Linked DNA regions of Mus musculus: region 2 is linked to region 1. The links are chromatin contacts, called in public ChIA-PET maps. All regions are on one chromosome and are shown on one strand. The core of a region is the stretch at or near the end of the contact, and the rest is flanking DNA. Distances in the headings are between cores, read along the strand shown.

Region 1 (3,501 bases), core at 364-2,863:
GAAGAAACGGGCACCGCACGACCACTGTGTGTGTGGTTCTGTGTGCATCCTTGGGGCCATCCCAAGCAGTTCTTCTAGTTTCTGCTGGGCCTGCTCCTCTCTGTGAAGGAAAAGGCGAAAGGTGTTTTTGATACTGGCTGCTCTGGACTGCTGTCATTGGCCTCTTATTTGTAGTTCTGTTTTCTGCAGTTTTCTTATATCTGTGGTCAGCAGTAGTACGAAAATATTAAATGAAAAGTATCAGAAATAAATATTTCATACATTTTGAACTCTATGGTGTTCTGAGCAGCGTGATAACATTTGTGCCACCCTGACCAGGACACAGATCTTTTTTGCGTACAGTATTCATGCTGTAGGCTACCTTCTTAAGCTTAAGAACATTGATATTTCTTTTAGATGACCTAGGTTCAGTCCCTAATCTCCACATGATGGCTCATAAACCATCTGTAACTCCAGCCCAAAGGATCCAGCACCCTCTGTAGTTTGTGGGCATCACACGTCCATATAGTGCACAGATACAGACAAATACCTGTACACATTTTTCTTTTTAATTACCAAGAAAAAGCATTCAAGTAAAAGAGCACACTCATGGGTCTCTTGAAGCCTGGTCTTCGTCCTGGGGTGGTGTGACCTCTGACCTCTTCCACTGGTTGGCCAGTGGTAGTCTCACCAGCAGCTCAGACTCAGGGCTGGGGGTGAAGTAGTTTGCATTTGTGACGAGAGCAGACTTACACCACCAGATTCAGAGGAAAAGAAAAAAATGGAATACTTCAAATCCAATAGCATATGCAGAAAAACATTATTGACCCCTCTCCCCATTTCAAATACAGGATTAAACTGAACAGTGGACTTATTACGGATTCTGTCTTCTTTTACAAAGAAACTTAGTATTTTTATTAAAAGTTAATTTCTAAATCATACAGAGTAGAGTTATGTTGTTGTACTGCTGTGTGTACTTGACTTGGTAGTCTCAGCAGGGCCAGAGTGGGCCTAGAGGAACTGCCTGAGTTTCATTGTGTTTTAGGACAGGTTTCTAGAAGGCAAGCTCAGAGCTCTGCCCATGCCCACTCCCCCGCCTGGCGATCAGGCACTTGCTGTCATTCTAACCCACCTTTATTTTCCCTGTAAGCTTGCTTCCTCGCATTGAGGTTTTGTCTACTCTTTGTAGTGATGTGAGCTTCACACGCGTGCAGGGCCTCTGGCCCTGGTTATCACAACATTCTCAAACCTTTTCTCTGCTTATGGGATTTTTATCATAAGCAACAAACTTGTTAAAATACCACATGGAAAAACCTGTGTCTTCAGTACACTGTAGGGAATTAGTTCATCATGGCGGAAGTCTGGGAGCTCAGAGAAAATGCAGAGGTGAAGCCACAAACGCTTACTGCACAAATACAATAAAAGTTAGGCAATCTGAAGACTGAGGAGGAGGAAAATCTGTTCACAGTTAGACTTCATACTTGGAAGGTGGGGTGTGGAGCAAGAAGACAGCTAATGGATTAGGGTAGAGTTTCTCCCAAGACCAGAGATGCTACACAGGGAGTGTAGGTAAGCATGCTTACTGGAGTGTGGTGCGGTATGGTGTGGCCACTGAAACTGGGGTTGTTATGTGCCAGTTATGGGGTAACCAGGTTCTAAAGAGAGGATGTGGTTGGTGGAGGTGTAGCTGGCTGAACTGTTTGAGAGAGTGCAGAGTTCATGTCCTCAGGAGAAAGTCATTGAGAGTTAGATGCTGAGGTGATGCCCTAAGAGGCTAGGATGCAAGGCCAGGGTGCAGGGTGGTAGTGAAGGAGCTGCTCCGTAGCTGGCTCCCTTACAGGCTGCAAAGAAAGTACAGAGCTCGGTAGGACTAAAGTGGGGTCAGAGGGCAAATCGGGAAGATGAGGGACGATGGCTATTGGCATTAATTAATAGATTCTTAGAGAAACGATACCCTTAGGCCAGAGTCTCATTTGCTGAAAGGTGGAGGGCATCCCAGGAAGCTCTAGACTGGTGTTCAGGTAGATTTACGTGAACTTTTTGGTGCTAAAGTTCTAAATCTACACAGCCTGCTACACTGTCTAAGTGCATAGCAAAGTCTGCAAGGGATTAAGTTCCTTATGAAGTGTGGTATTTACGTGCAACACACACACACACACACACACACACACACACACACACACCTTCTTGTATACTTTAAATCATCTTTAGTCTACCTAGATACCTAATGGAATGGAAATGTGCGTTAATCACCCCTTACCCCATACTGGCTTAGGGATAATGACTAGAAGAGTTGTATGCGTTCAGTACAGACTCAGTCGTCATAGGCCTATGATGTAGTATATGAGTAAGACTTGAGGAGTAATTCTCAGACAAGTGGTGCTGAGACCAAACATCGTGGAATGATGGTAGCTATATAGTGGGGTCTGTTTCATCCCTTCCCTTGATGGCCTCAGCTTCTTATCCCTGTGTGGCCATCCCAGAGCCTCTTTTCAGACACTTTGCCTTTTCCCTTGATGCTTTCTGTCCACAACTGATAAATCTCTGGATGTGAAATACATACATAGGAGACTGATTCTATATTCATTTAAGATTATTCATATTTTCTCTATGGGTTTTTTTGTAGTAATCTTTTAAAACTAGAAATGGCATTTTCCAAATGTGAACTATTTAAATATGCCAAACATTAATAACATGTGCAAGTACTGAGGAGATAGTTTAATTAATTCATATAATTCTAGTTATTAAATAAATCAAATCTAAAACCCAAGGATCAAGATTTCATATTTATATTTTTCCTTTTTTGTTAGTTTCTTGCATGAGTGTTAAGGTGGACATCTTCACTGCAAATATAACCTCTTCCTTTGCCTCTTTTTGAAAATTCACAGCATGTGTGGAACCAGAGCAGACTTTGGTGGCCTTCTATCACAGAGTTGGCTGAGGCAGCCGTGTAGGAATGACAACAGTGGAAGGCTACAAATCCCCAGAAGCCCCTGGGAATCGTTATAAAAATGACATTAAGCTCATAGACAGGGGCTGTACATGAAGAATAATTAACATCAATTATTTTTCTTCCCTCCACTCTTCAGTCAGACTTGCTGCAATGAAAGTAGTAAGACTGTTAAAATAATCTGTGTAATTAAACAATTGTGCAATACAAGTCAGGCTTTATTTTTTGTTTTTAATTTGGTACTGCAGAATTGAACTCCAGGCTTTACTGTGTTAGCTTTCCCTCAGTGTGACGAGGTAACTGAGAAAATTGACATAGAAAAAGGGAGTCTAGTTAGCTTTCTGTTGCTGTGAAGGACACCGATCAAAGGTAACTTATGGGAGGGAACTTCCAAGTTCTTGACAGGTGTCGGGGCAGGAGCTTGAAGCAGAAATCCTAGAGAACACCCCCCCACCCCACCCCCCCCCTTAAAGACAGGGTCTCACTCTGTAGCCCTGGTGGTCCTGGAGGTCACTGTGTAGCTGTAGATCAGACTAACCTCAGACTCGGAGATCCTCTTGCCTTTTCCTTCA
Region 2 (3,729 bases), core at 901-3,400, 270 kb after region 1:
AGGCCCTCTACAAGAGCAGCGAGTGATCTTTACCTGCTGAGCCATCTCTCCAGCCCACAAGCATACGTTTTAAATATACGCGTGGGGCTGACATCCTTCCAGAGGACCTAGAATTGATTCCCAGCACCCACATGGTGGCTCACTACGAGTTGTAACTCCAGTTCCAGTGGCTCTATTGCCCTCTTCAGGCCTCCATCAGTACTGCATACACATGGTATGCAGCCAAAACACATGTACATATCACAGGGTCTGATTTGATTTTATCTTGAATGTGGCCTAACCTCTGCAGTATATCCCTTGCTGACTTTTCAAAGGGTTGGTTGCTTGATATTTTTATAGAAATCAAACTAGTATTAGCAGAAACAACCTGCCCGTAGAGCTCGGTGGCTGGCTGCGGTGACGATGGGGCTCAGGTTGCCAGTGGTCATTACTTATCTTATTGCTGGGATGAAAATATAGTCAAGTCAGCTTAGGGAGCGAAGGGATTAAACCTGAGCCCCATTGTCTGCAGGCTCATTTTTCTTTTTAGTCTGAGACTCTGGTCATGGCACTGGTTTGTCTCGGGTGACTCCAGATTTCACGGAATTGACAAGATTAACCATCAGAGTGACTTATGCTTGGCTAGGAAGGTCACCTTTTCCCCCATCAATGAGTCATAAAACCTAGGAAGTAAAGCTTCCTCAAGTCCCTGCTTGCCTAACATCCCGCCCCCAAGTCTTTGTGCACATGCACGTGCGCGCGTGTTTGTGCGTGCGTGCGTGCGTGCGTGCGTGTGTGTGTGTGTGTGTGTGTGTGTGTGTGTGTGTGTGGCACACATTTGTGTATGGGTAAGCCAGAGTCAACTTTGGCTGTTGTTCCTTAGTCCATATTCACCTTGCTGTCTGTCACTGGCCTGGAATGGGCTAGTCTAGCAGTTCCTTAAGCCCCAGGCACGATCCTATCTCTGCCTTCCAAGTGCCTGACATTTTTCATATGGGTTCTGGGGATCAAACTCAGGACCACATGTTTGTGTGATGAGTACTTCCTTGACTGAGCTATCTCTTCAGCCGGATAAAACACAGGAAGGAATTGTGCCTGTTGAGGAAGCAGGTGATAAGAGCTCCGTGAGCGAGGTTGTCTCATCGCTGAGGGAAGCATCCTTGTTTCTGACCACCGGGGCACAGAGACACATCTGTGCTGCCGTGAGCAGCTCCCCGGTTGCTTTTGTCCTCTTCCTTCTCAAAAGTCCGTATTTGGCTCCCAACCTCACGTGAATTTAAATGCTCAGGTTTCACGGACTCTTTGGGCCTCTAGTTTCTTTTGATTTGTCAAAGGTCTTACCACGTCCAGCTGCATGCTGCATTCTTGTTAATCTGCCTGTTGGCCTAGGATGAGCTGTGACGTGGAAGGTTTGTAGAGGACAGGCAGGTACTGTCTCCCTCACCCCACGCAGGACTTGCAGTCAACATTCCTGGCTGCTGAGACAAAATGTCTGACAGAAGCAACTCAAGAAAGGCTGGGACTTGTACCTCACAGTTTAAGGGAGCTGGGGAGGGAGAGGACATGCCAGCAGGAGGCTGAGGCAGCTGGTCACCAGCAGTCAGGAACCAGGGATGAAGGCTGGGGTTCTCTTCCTTTCAGCTTCTTGTTCACCCAGGACACAGTCTGTGGATGGTGCAGCTCACATGCACGGTGGATGTTTGCTCCTCTGTCCAACCTCTCTGGGAAACCCTCCGGAGCACACTAGGAGATTTCAAATCCAGTCAAATTGTCAAGATAAACAGTCACACCCTGTACAAGGAGAGAGAGATTAACAAGATAAAAGTCTAAGGACTGTATTTACTGTTTTTGTGATGTAGGAGCCTTCAGACCCAAAGACCCAGGGAGAAGTGGACACTTTGGGATTACATTTGATGAAGAATGGGCAGGTGTGTGGAAATATCGCTGGATGGGTGGTTTACCTCGGGGCAAACACAGTTGACGAGACCTGTCTGCTGAGATTTGCCTTCACTTGAGTTTAAGAAGCCTTTCCTGTGGGAAGTCTCTCCACGGAGATGGCCTCGAAGTGAGGGTGGGGGAGGAGAGACTCAGAATCCTGTTTTGCTCAAGCATAGGAACGCTTTGAGGTTAGTGTTTCATGTACACATTGGTGGAAAGAAAAGGGTTTTTTTCTTCTTTCTACATTGGCATTGCTTTGTAAATGTACGTGCCTTTGGTTTTGAAAGTGCACATCAGAAACAGGGACCTTAACCGCAAAAACATGCACAGGAAACGTCTCTGAAATTGCAGCTTGAAACATCATTACCCTGAAAACGCCGTTTGGGGTGACGGCTTTTAACTTCGCAAGTTTTCTTTGTAACTTAATGATTAATTTCTGCTGTTACCTTATTCTCAACAGCTCTGGCCTAGATCGTTTTGAATTTTGTGGTTAATGAGAATTTTTTTCTTTCACTTGATATATATATGTGTGTGTGTGTGTGTGTGTGTGTGTAGTTGAATTTTAGGCAATGGCTTGAAAAATGACACATATTATCCAGTTTTGGTAAATATAATTCTGGGGGAAACTATATCTGCATGTCCAAAGTTCCTCTGGGTTTCTAGGACACACTATATTGCTTTACATGTTTGTCTAGTTTAAATCTCCTTTCCCCTTCTCCTTCCTCCCTCCTCCCTCCTCCCCCTCGCTCCTCTCTCCCCCTTTCTCCCCCTCTTCTTTATCGTCCTCTTTCCCATCCCTTCTTATTGACAGAGGTTATGCTCTGTTACCCAGCCTGGTCTCAAATTTTTGAGTTCAAGGCTGTGAGAGTGCAAGCAAGTCTGTGTCCTGAGGGAAGCCAGGGCGGTGGCTAACAAAACAACAGCAGCAACAACAACAGCAACAACAACAACAGCAGCAGCAACAACAACACCACAAAACTGCTTAAAAAACAGCAACTCAAGCTAGGCAGAGTGAAACATGGCTATAGACCTAGTGCTGAGGAGGCAGAGGCAGGAGGATCATAAGAGTTTGAGGCAGCCTGGATGACGTGGTGGTAAGTCCAGCTCAGGCCAGCCTGAGCTAGAGTGAGACTGTTTTAAAACAAACAAACAATCAAAAAACCCCCAAAAGTAAGAAACACAAGCAAACCCCAGACAACAATGTACTCCAAGTGCATGTTGGATTGCATGTGTTGACAACATATTTTCCTTCCTGCAGGGACATGCACTACAGATACCCTGCTCAGATCTCTTGGTCAGTAGAAAACTGTACTTCCTAAGAAAGGACATTAAGCCATCTCCATGAGACAAAGGAAGGTTCCCTGCGGTCTGTGATTCCTTCAGCCCATCAGGAATCCTTTGGGGTGGGAGGTGTGTAACCACAGGCGGAGGGCCGCCTTCTAAGGAGGAAAAGCTATGGGTGTTTCTGCTGACCTAAGGCAGCTGGTACCCGGCCTTGGCTAAGTGGTCTCAAGGAATGGGGCTTGCTTCCTTATTAAATTAAGAGCTCAGTTGTCAGGGCTCTGCACAGAGCATGGGGGAGGGGGTCCCCAGGCTTCTCCCTCTGCCCTGGCCGTCACTAATGCAGCAGAGTGGGTCCGAGAGAACTCCAAGGAAGGGCATTCAGGGCTTTGCAGTATGAGACTGTGGAGGTGGTGGGGACAGGGGTTCTCTCCAGGAATCCTCTTCTATGGACCTCAGCATTGTATGGGGCCTGGGATACTTCCTGCGTCAACACTGAAAAGGCCTGTAAGTTAAGGGCTGGAAAGGTAA

Evidence for each region. ChIA-PET counts read pairs in DNA pulled down with a chosen protein or histone mark.
Region 2: an RNA polymerase II ChIA-PET map of memory CD8 T cells shows a contact between it and region 1, with 18 read pairs. The contact joins two enhancer-like sites. A contact is called at or near these places in 2 of 484 Hi-C or Micro-C datasets (both in CD8 T cells), 3 of 115 datasets of contacts at active chromatin or transcription factors (embryonic stem cells and memory CD8 T cells) and 1 of 9 other capture datasets (embryonic stem cells).

What each region holds. Positions count from the first base shown.
Region 1 is chr6:140,439,323-140,442,823 of GRCm38.p6, forward strand. The region is part of intron 3 of Plekha5 (pleckstrin homology domain containing, family A member 5); the gene reads left to right. Among named protein-coding and RNA genes, the nearest start is that of Plekha5, 17 kb to the left of the region's middle. Within about 2 kb of position 1,614, at least 11 of the 459 cell types and tissues checked have an H3K27ac peak or open chromatin away from gene starts, as enhancers often do. A contact at or near this core is called in CD8 T cells and memory CD8 T cells, where this site is marked.
Region 2 is chr6:140,706,096-140,709,824 of GRCm38.p6, forward strand. All of the region lies in intron 4 of Gm30215 (a long non-coding RNA gene), which reads left to right. Among named protein-coding and RNA genes, the nearest start is that of Gm30215, 28 kb to the left of the region's middle. Within about 2 kb of position 2,151, at least 51 of the 459 cell types and tissues checked have an H3K27ac peak or open chromatin away from gene starts, as enhancers often do. A contact at or near this core is called in CD8 T cells and memory CD8 T cells, where this site is marked.